Regions from separate parts of the Hordeum vulgare genome. Here region 2 is linked to region 1. A link is a contact called in public Hi-C data. All regions are on one chromosome and are shown on one strand. Each heading gives the region's core, a stretch centred on a gene start, on an enhancer-like site or on the middle of the called end of the contact. The rest is flanking DNA. Distances are from core to core; before and after follow the strand shown.

The links. A called contact is a pair of places that touch in the nucleus more often than the background predicts.
Region 2: a contact with region 1 is called in a Hi-C map of leaf, with 3 times the contacts expected there. The contact joins the promoter of LOC123405986 here to the promoter of LOC123401532 in region 1. A contact is called at or near these places in 3 of 6 Hi-C or Micro-C datasets (leaf and seedling) and 1 of 1 datasets of contacts at active chromatin or transcription factors (embryo).

Annotation. Positions count from the first base shown.
Region 1 is chr6H:158,648,998-158,653,726 of MorexV3_pseudomolecules_assembly, reverse strand. LOC123401532 (glucomannan 4-beta-mannosyltransferase 1) reads right to left here and starts at 2,195. Exons shown (of 9, transcript XM_045095360.1): 1 at 1,709-2,195; 2 at 1,451-1,549. The coding sequence starts at 1,990.
Region 2 is chr6H:159,071,754-159,076,482 of MorexV3_pseudomolecules_assembly, reverse strand. LOC123405986 (S-adenosylmethionine synthase 4) reads right to left here and starts at 2,306. Exons shown (of 2, transcript XM_045099492.1): 1 at 2,202-2,306; 2 at 1-1,192. The coding sequence starts at 1,182.

The DNA of each region.
Region 1 (4,729 bases), core at 946-3,445:
CATCATCATATTCACAACGAGCAGGCAATCATTGGAGTATTGAGATAATAGTCTTGGCATTTTCCTAAGCATGGAACAATCCATGTAATGACATGTCTAGATGTCATCATTACATTGTACGTACTAAGTAGTAGTACTAAGCACATGGTTTACGCATCGTGGGCCCCTGGTAAACCAGGACCAAGCCCGGAAGGGCTAGTGGCGTGGAACCAAACGTGGATTACAATCAACGTCCTAGCGCGGGCCAAGCAAAGCAAGGGCTGACCTGACCATGGCCTAAACTAACGAGTAATGAGAACCGACGACGGAGCTCCGTACGCGCCCCGTGCTTAATTACCGGAATCACGTCTACCGATCGCGAGGATCACGTACGACTACGGTGGCGACTTGATTACAGGCGTGCCCCGTCACGTGCCCCGCACGTGATTTCCAGGGGAATAACCGCCTGCCCCGCGCAGGGGGGGTTGCTTTGCCTTGCTCCCGTTTATTTTATTTTCCATCTCTTAAATAAATTACCTCATGGAATACCGTAATAATAAATAAACAAATAAAAGAAAGAAAGAAAATACTCTGACAAGTGCCAGCTCCCGTTAAAAAAAAAGATAAAAATGGGCCGTCGGTCAAACCGTTGGGCGCATTTAATGCGCACCCAATCTCCAATTAACGACGCAGGACCCCGCGCGCCCTCTTGCTATATCTCTCTCCCCGCCAAAACCATCGGTAGTCGTTCCTTCGCGCGCGAATGAAAGATGCCCACATTTTTTTTTTCGGCCTTTGTTCCTCGATTGCCGAGACAGGCATTGCGTTTTGCAGGCTGGATAAAAATGGGAAACGGTTTTGATCCTTGCCACCCCTCCCCTGTTTTCCGATCACGGAAACGGAGAGACGTGCGTACGCGCACGCAACATCGCTTGGCCACCGACGGGCGCAAGCAAGCGTGTCAACTGTTACTCCTCCTAAACACGCGTCTGAATTGACTGGACACAAGTGTATAAAGAAACCTGTAAAGAGCCGCACATGGTTAGATTTGCTACTAGGGTGAAACTGAGAATTATTGCCAACCAAATCTCGCTCAGAGCTGGGGCATCGAACTATAATTATGATTTATGAACAGGGAGAAGCCCTGTGCCGTGACGGCGACCGCGAGGCAGTGGCTCAGGGCGACGTGTCTAAAAGACAAGGCCGGTCGGAGGCTGGCACTGCAGAGCGCGGCCCGGGTGTCACGGCTTTTCCGTTGGGAAAAAAACGTAAAGGGGAGTGCGGAGTGAGAGGGAATCCCGGGAGCTTCGAGGTTCGGTTCGTGTGGACGGACGGATGGATGGATTGGGGGTGGGGATGTCACCGACAGGTGAACATGAGGCTCCATAATTACCGAGGCCGGTACTACTGGCGCCACTAGTTGTACTGTTGGACACGAGAGCGGGGCGGGGATAAGATCTCGTCGTCTCACCTTGATGAGGGGGTCCGTGGAGTCGTCCAGCACTTGCACCACCAACCGATCCGACGGCCACGACAGCCCGCACACCGCGCCGATCGACAGCTGATACACCTGCACGTACCACCATGCACGAAATGGGGAAAATAAATGTTAAATGCTACAAGAACCAATGAGTGAGTTAGAACACTGAAGCGGGGGGGCTGGACACTGGAGCTCGAGCGGGGTTGGCGGCAATGGCAATGGCAATGGGGGCGGGAAATGTAGTGGTACCTCCCGCTCGTTGAACATGGGGATCTGGACGAGCACGACGGGGAAGGCGGCGCTGCCGAGCTCCGGGTCGTCGTCCTCGGAGATGGGGTCGCATTTGTACCGCCGCTCCGGGCGGCGGCCGAGGAGCTTCACCCCGACGATGACCACCGCCATGTAGAGCCGCTCGAGGAAGAGCAGCACCGACATGAGCAGGCACACCGCCACGGCCAGCTTCAGCAGCGGCACGATCACCGGCGCCCGCACCTGCGACCACGCGTCCGGCAGCCCCACCGCCGCGTCCATCGCTCGCCTGCTAAGCCCTTGGCCAAAGCTGGATCCCCTCGCCGCCGGCCGGGACGAGGCAATGCCGCGGGCGAGGAAGATTAATGGCGCGCGCGCGACCTTGCTGGCCTAGCTAGAGCAAGCTAGCGCGCCAGGGGCTGCGGGCCGGGCAGTGTGGAGCGAGCTGGGTGGGGGACTGGGGGGAGCTGCTTTGGGGGATGGAGTGTGTGTGCGGGGTTTTATAAAAGGGGTGGGAGGCGCAGCTGCACATGGTAGTAGGGTTTTGTGCGCCATGGATTCCTTCCGTTTCCAAGGAGTGTAAAATGAGTGCGGAATAGGGTACACTCCTACAGCGGCGTGGTGATAAGTAAAGGGCGGGGATTTAACAGTGCAAAGCGAGGCCATGATTTGTCGGGCGGGGGTGAGAATAGATCGGATGGGGTCGGGGGAGGGGAGTGTCGGTGGTGCGCCGCGGGGGTAGGACTTGGAACAAACCGGCTGAGCTCATGTGTCACAGGGTCAGTTAAGTGGTTATTGCTTACGCCGTAGTAGTAGTGAGTTGGCATGGGGTGGGGTGGTTTCGTTTGTGGATGGATGGATATTGTGCAGCTTTTGGGTGGGATTTGCTTTTTGGCCAAAAGGAACGCGAAAGCAAATTAAGAGCAAAGAGGGGAAATTGAGGAATCATGTTCCTAGTAGGACATGATTCTTGTACTGTATCAGGGGGGAAATGCTAACACAAATTGCTGAGGAAGGCGAAGTACAACGTAGGTAAACATGCGCGCACACACACACACCGCAACCTACGCACGCGTTGAAAACCAGAGTCTTGGAGTTCAAAATTGAAAATAATCACATTTATCTTACTATCGACTGAAACATCGCACTCCTCTAAAAATAACACAATGCATCAACATAAACATTTGATGCATTGTGAGTTAGAGTAGAATTAGTCTCATAACCACCTTTTGTCTCCTGAAATAATTGTCTCACATTCACTAGTTAGTACGGTGTGTAATAGTACGCCGGGGAGAAATTCATAGAGCAATAGCAAGTGTGCAATGCTTTCGCTTAAGAAGCATGGGCTCTGTCTCCCCCGCCTACCTAATAACAATGAAAGTCAAGGAAGGAAACTTTCCCCTTTAACATCGTTTTTTGGTAATACTATCCTTCTTTTTATGGATCAAGATACTATTATACTCGTATCTTACTTCGACCAAACTTATTTTCTTTGATAGTTTCATCACCTTCGTGATTAGATCCGATTATTCACCCCTAGTGGATATGTACTTCAACATTGTGAAACATGATATGTTCAAGACTCGCCACGTCTAGCGTTAGCTCGAACGCAGTCGACGGCAATCTTGCGATGGCAGCAACCAATTTCGAGCGTGACATATCGGGAGGATTCGTTGCGAGGAAAATTAGGGAGAAAATAACATCTCGAGATCTTCTTTGCGGAAGATCCTTTCAGAATTGAGGAAGCCATGGGAAAATAGATATCTACTATCCATGTGTGGGCAGTAATGAAGGAATCTAGGAAGGAATTGAGCGGAATAGATTTGTGTATCCACAACACAAGGAAGAAAAGCATTGCAACTGCACCATGTGTCGGATGAAGGACAGGTGTCAGATGCGAAAAAAAAAGTTAACGGTAAGATAATCGTGGGATCTAGGGTTCATTTGCCACATATTAGGAGGAGGATCCACCATATGATCGAGCATCACTAGGAGCAAAGAAAGAATCATCGGAAGTTATGACCCATAGAGAGACCACCAAAAGATCGAGCACAACCATGGTTATAGCTGGCGATCTGAATATGAAGGAATCCCTTGCCGGGGCTGCAAGTGAATCCTTGGAGTCCCGCAGCAACAATGAAACCGGGACTCCCCTCTTTGGAGCTTCCCCGAAGGCAACAAACTGCAATGAGGACGAAATCAACAAGTAATTAGAAGCGCTTTCTTTATGTCTTTGACCTAGGCATGATAGTTTTTTTAGGACATTCAAGTTTTCTATTCTCCACTTCCCATAGATATATTTAGTCCCAACAAGATTTCATAACCTTTTTTGTTTCTCTTTCTTGGAAAATATTATGAGCCTTTCCTGATTGGGGATTGAAATGTCATTGACCCCTCTTTGTGTCAATGATTGCCTCTACAATTCTTAGGAATGTCTTCCCAAGATAATTGGGCATAAACGGTTAGGCTCCATATCCATAACAATAAAATCTACAAGTACATCATTCATATCAACAGCCACCATATATTCAACTTTTCCAATAGGTTTATTTGTGGTGCTCTCTCCCAAGTGAACGTTAAGCTCATATTTAGTAAGAGGTTTTAATCCAAGTGCATTCCATACTTTCTTAAGAATTATGGATACACTTGCACATAGATCACACACAGCATCACACGCGATGATGTTGATACTAATCTTTATCGATGGTCTCCATCCATCTTCCAACTTCCTATGGGTCAAAACTTCTTTATTATATTTCTCTTTCCTAACAAGGCAAAAGGAACTTCAACAATATATTTTGTGAAGTCATTGCTTTGCTCTAAAGACGTAGGTTCTCTAGCCATATTTTGTAAGGCATTAATAACATCGGGGATCTTACAATTATTATAATAAAAATCAAAACCCTATGAAACAGTGGGATCATCAATCCCTAGATTTTTAAACCTCTTCAAAACCCACTTTTCAAAAAAAAAGATTCGAGGGTTTTCTCTTGTCTAGCCCGTCTAGCTTATATCATGCAT
Region 2 (4,729 bases), core at 1,057-3,556, 420 kb before region 1:
AGGCTTCTCCCACTTGAGGGGCTTCACAACCTCCCAGGTGAAGTCCGCGCCATCCCTGCCGAAGTGCCCGTATGCCGCCGTCTTGAGGTAGCGCCCGCTCCCGCCCCTCTTGAGGTCAAGGTTGATGATGATCATGCCTGGCCTGAAGTCGAAGTTCTCCTTAACAATCTCGAGGATCTCCTTGTCAGGGATCTTGCCCGTGCCGTATGTGTCAACAAAGACAGAGAGTGGTTCAGGCACGCCAATAGCATAAGACACCTGGACGATGCAGCGGCGGGCAATGCCACTGGCGACAATGCTCTTCGCCGCCTGCCTTGCAATATATGCACCACTGCGGTCAACCTTGGTTGGGTCCTTGCCAGAGAAAGCGCCTCCACCATGAGCTCCCCAGCCACCATAAGTGTCAATGATGATCTTCCTGCCAGTGAGACCAGCATCGCCATGAGGTCCACCAATGACAAAGCGGCCAGATGGGTTGAGATGGAAGATGGTATTCTCATCAAGGTACTGCTCTGGGATGACAGGCTTAATCACATGCTCCTTCAGATCAGCAGCAATCTCATCGTTGGTCACTGTCTCATCATGCTGGGTAGAGATGAGCACAGTGTGGACACGTATAGGGACCATGGCACCATTGTCATTGTGATACTCCACAGTCACCTGGGTCTTGCCATCAGGCCTCAACCACGGGCAGGTCGCGTTCTTGCGAACCTCGGTGAGACAAGCTCCAAGCTTGGTAGCAAGAACATGGCTGAGGGGCATGAACTCAGGAGTCTCATCAGTTGCATATCCAAACATATGGCCCTGGTCACCAGCGCCAATCTCCTCAGGCCGCTTGGTAAAGTGGCCATGGACACCCTGAGCGATGTCAGGGGACTGCTGCTCAATGTTGACAAGTACCTTGCAGTGGTCAGCATCAAGCCCTACATCATTGGACACAAAACCAATGCCACGGCAAGTGTCCCTGACAATCTTCTCATAATCAACATTGGCCTTGGTAGTGATCTCACCGAAAACCATGACCATGTTGGTCTTGGTGCATGTCTCACAAGCAACCTTGCTGTCAGGATCTTCAGCCAGGCATGCATCTAGCACAGCATCAGATATCTGGTCACAGAGCTTGTCAGGGTGCCCCTCATTGACAGACTCAGATGTGAAGAGAAAGGTTTCAACTTCAGCCATCTTCTTTGGCCTACACAAAACGTGATCAGTGTCTCAGAACATAAGAACTGCCATAAAAGGAAAACACTCTAGAGGTTAGAAACTTGGATTTGAAATACCATATTCGACATACATACAAACTATTTTACTTTCTTAAACTCTAATGAAATGAGCTGCTCGTGAGTTTTAGCAGTTGTGTGAATGCCCACAAGTCATTCTCCTCCCTATTGTAAAAAGTAGGCAGTGGTAGGGACATGAAATACAGATACCCTAACCAAAGCGGCCTACAATAATCAAGTTGCACAAACAGGACAAGATTCCACGAATAAAAGAATCAACCAGTGCACTCAACGCGCAGGGCTGTAACTTGCGAATCAGCACCTCGGGACACAGCAGTATAAATTCTATTCTTCCCAGGACAAGGTCCTAAGAACAACATAAATCACTATTATTCACAGCACAAGGTACCTATCCAATTGCGCTGTGACCAAACTGTTCAGCCACTGTCCAGCAACTAAATCGCAGCCACTATTTCGCAGCATAAGGCACCAATCCAATTGTACTGTGACCAAACTACCACTCGCAATCCATTGTTCGGCACCAAATCCCAGATAAATGGACCGGGTACTATTAATCTCTGCGTACAGAATAAGCACATACAGATCACTACTAATATCAAATCTCTCGACTGGTTCACAGGATGAATAATGGCCGCAGTACACCCAATCTCGAAAGGATTTCAGAGAGAAAAAAGGGTGGCGAAATCCCCAATCACGAGGATCTAGCTGGTCGCCGCGAACCTGGGCGGCACTTCCTCTAGACAACAAGTTGACAAGAAATTAAGCGCAAATTTCACCGCGAAGTACCGGGGCGGCGGATCAAGACGAGGCCCGTTTCTAAAGCCCTAAGCGACAGGCACAACAAACGCGTACCAGATCGGACCGCACGATGGAAACGGAAGCAAAATGAAGCCGCCTACTAGATCGGAACGAGCGTAAGCAAAATGAAGAAGAAGACTGGCGGGAGGAGGGGCGCCTCACCTTGTTCGCTTGTGGCGGAGGCGGCGGCGGGGCTACGGGATGACGTTGACACTCGAGCACAGCACGGCGTAGGGGGGAGGACCAGGATCGTGGGCTCGGGATTATATAGAAGCCGCGGCAGAGTGGGGCGGGCATGGGCCGTTGGATGGCATCGGATGGTGGTGGTGGAAGACCCGACGACAGCGGCTCGTACCCACCTAGCCGGCGTCAAGACGCGTGGCGGTCGTTGGACGAGCATGGTGGCCCGTGCACGTCTCTGGTGTACAGTTTTCAAGCACTGAAAATGGTTAACGCTAATTACGTGCAATTTGCTATATTAACTACTGGCCAATTTAACTTTCTTCAGTTTTTGGAAACTAATTTCGGGAGTTGAGGAAACTAATGGCTCCAGCAAAATGTGATTTCATGGCCGAATTAGTTGACTCAGATTTGTCTAGATACAAATCGCTTTAGTGTGTGTTAGATACATCCATATCTTGAAAAATCTAAAACAATTAATTCAAAAAAGATAATATATTTTTAAAATTAGATGCACGTAGACACGTTTTAGTACGTTTGTTCACTCATCTAATTCATATCTAGCTCACATTGAAATATCCAAAACATCTTAAGCGGGGGAGTAAGTTGCTTCCTTTAGAAACTAAATTCGTTTCCAAAGTCTTTTAGTTTTGCTTCATATGAAATATTTTGCTTACAATTGTGATGAACTTCATTTTCAATGCAATCTAAAAAAAAAGAAAGCGCAAGCAACCATCGGCTTTAAATTTACAAAGTCCAAACTAAGTCTAGTGAGTTTTGTTTTGTTTAATGATCACGAGGAGGAGGATTCCCGCCTGAATATATATTGCTAAATTTTTTACCAAAAGCAAAAATCATTCCTTGAGATTTCGCTGATCCAGTTTATAAGAAAATTGGATCAAAAATCTAAACAAGTTGACACCGTTTATGAGGAAAACAGGGCAAAAACCGTACACGTAACAAGGCTAGTGAGTTAGAAAATCTTAACAACCAAATTTACACACAAAAAAGTGGGATGAGCTTCCAAACGCTAGAAACTAACGGATAAAGAGCAACTGCTTACATAGAGTATGTTTTGGTTCTGAAATACGGAAGACACTACGTGGCACCATAGGTGGTCATCGCCCTTCCCCCTTTTGATGGCATGGATATGTTTAAGTTTGTAAAACGCTTTGGTCACACTAGCCATGTCGTTCATCTCCCGAGTGGTGCCCATAGCTGGAGGGGAAAACACAATTGAAAATACAATTATCCAGATTGAAAGTAACAACATTTTCAATAGCAAGTTTATGGAATATAATCCATGAAGCCCGCACTAGGGTGGCAAAAACAATGTCAAACAACTCTTTGCACATAGCATGAAGGCCCAACCCTATACCCACAAGTTCGAACACTAAGGGAGGGGGTCCTATCACAACATAATTTAATTCCTTCCGTGCACAACTCCACACAACTTCAACTAACAGAAATGGAACAAAATGTGGTGAGTGCTCTCCATTTGGCCACATAAAGTGCAAGTGCCATCAAACGACCCGTTGAACTTAGCAATGTGCATTGGTGTAGGAAGATGGTTTCTTAAGAGCTCACATAGAAACACGTTGATTCTCAGGAGTAGGACACCTCGTTAAAGGAGACAGAGTCGGCTTCGTCTATGAATATTACATTAGCCAAATCTCGAGCAACAAGTCCCATATACCAGCCTCGAGCGAGGAGGGAGCCCTCTAGAAGGTAATGTTGTTGGTGCCCTCGCATAAAGCCTCGCCCACCGAGATGGTAAGGTCCATCGCAATAATGAACAGAGTGTGAAACTAGGCCACAGAGGCATGGCCCTAGGGAATAATTGTACCCCAAACCTAGTTGAATGGTTGTTGTTTATCTTAAACTTGCCCCAAGAAAAATGCAATCTTAACCTCCTTGGATTCCATTTCAAAACAAAAGTTGTGCATTGACGATTCGAACAAAGTGGACAAGGGGGTTGCTTGGCATTAGGAGTCCCACCGAAATCCTTGTGGCATTCTGATTCATTTTATCGCCCCGCTTGTCCACAAGTGCAGTATTCATGACATTAGATTTCATAACGCCCACATTCCCCAAGGTTTTTAGGATGTAGATGCCTTCCCACTTGATCATGTGGTATTTGCGTAAAAACCTGGATGTACTTTGTCAAACTTGGTATGGACCTGTCTACCCACAGAATCATCCCCATCGAGTACGTCGTGATGGAAGATACACACGAGTTAGTGATAATCAATCTAACACTAAAGGACATGAATTTACCCTCCACGGAACCACCCTGCTTGTCGTGGTTCTAAATCTGACAGTATGAGAGGTATATGAACGGAGCTTAGATCTATGGAGGTGCAAATGGGTAACACGAGAAGTTAGAAAAAGTTCATGTCCCTCAGCGGTGGAGGTAACAACCATGCTCATGTATGTTGTGTTCTTGCATATGAAGATTATCATTCATGCGACTGAGTTCGCAAGAGAAAGTGCGTGAGAGATAGAGAGAG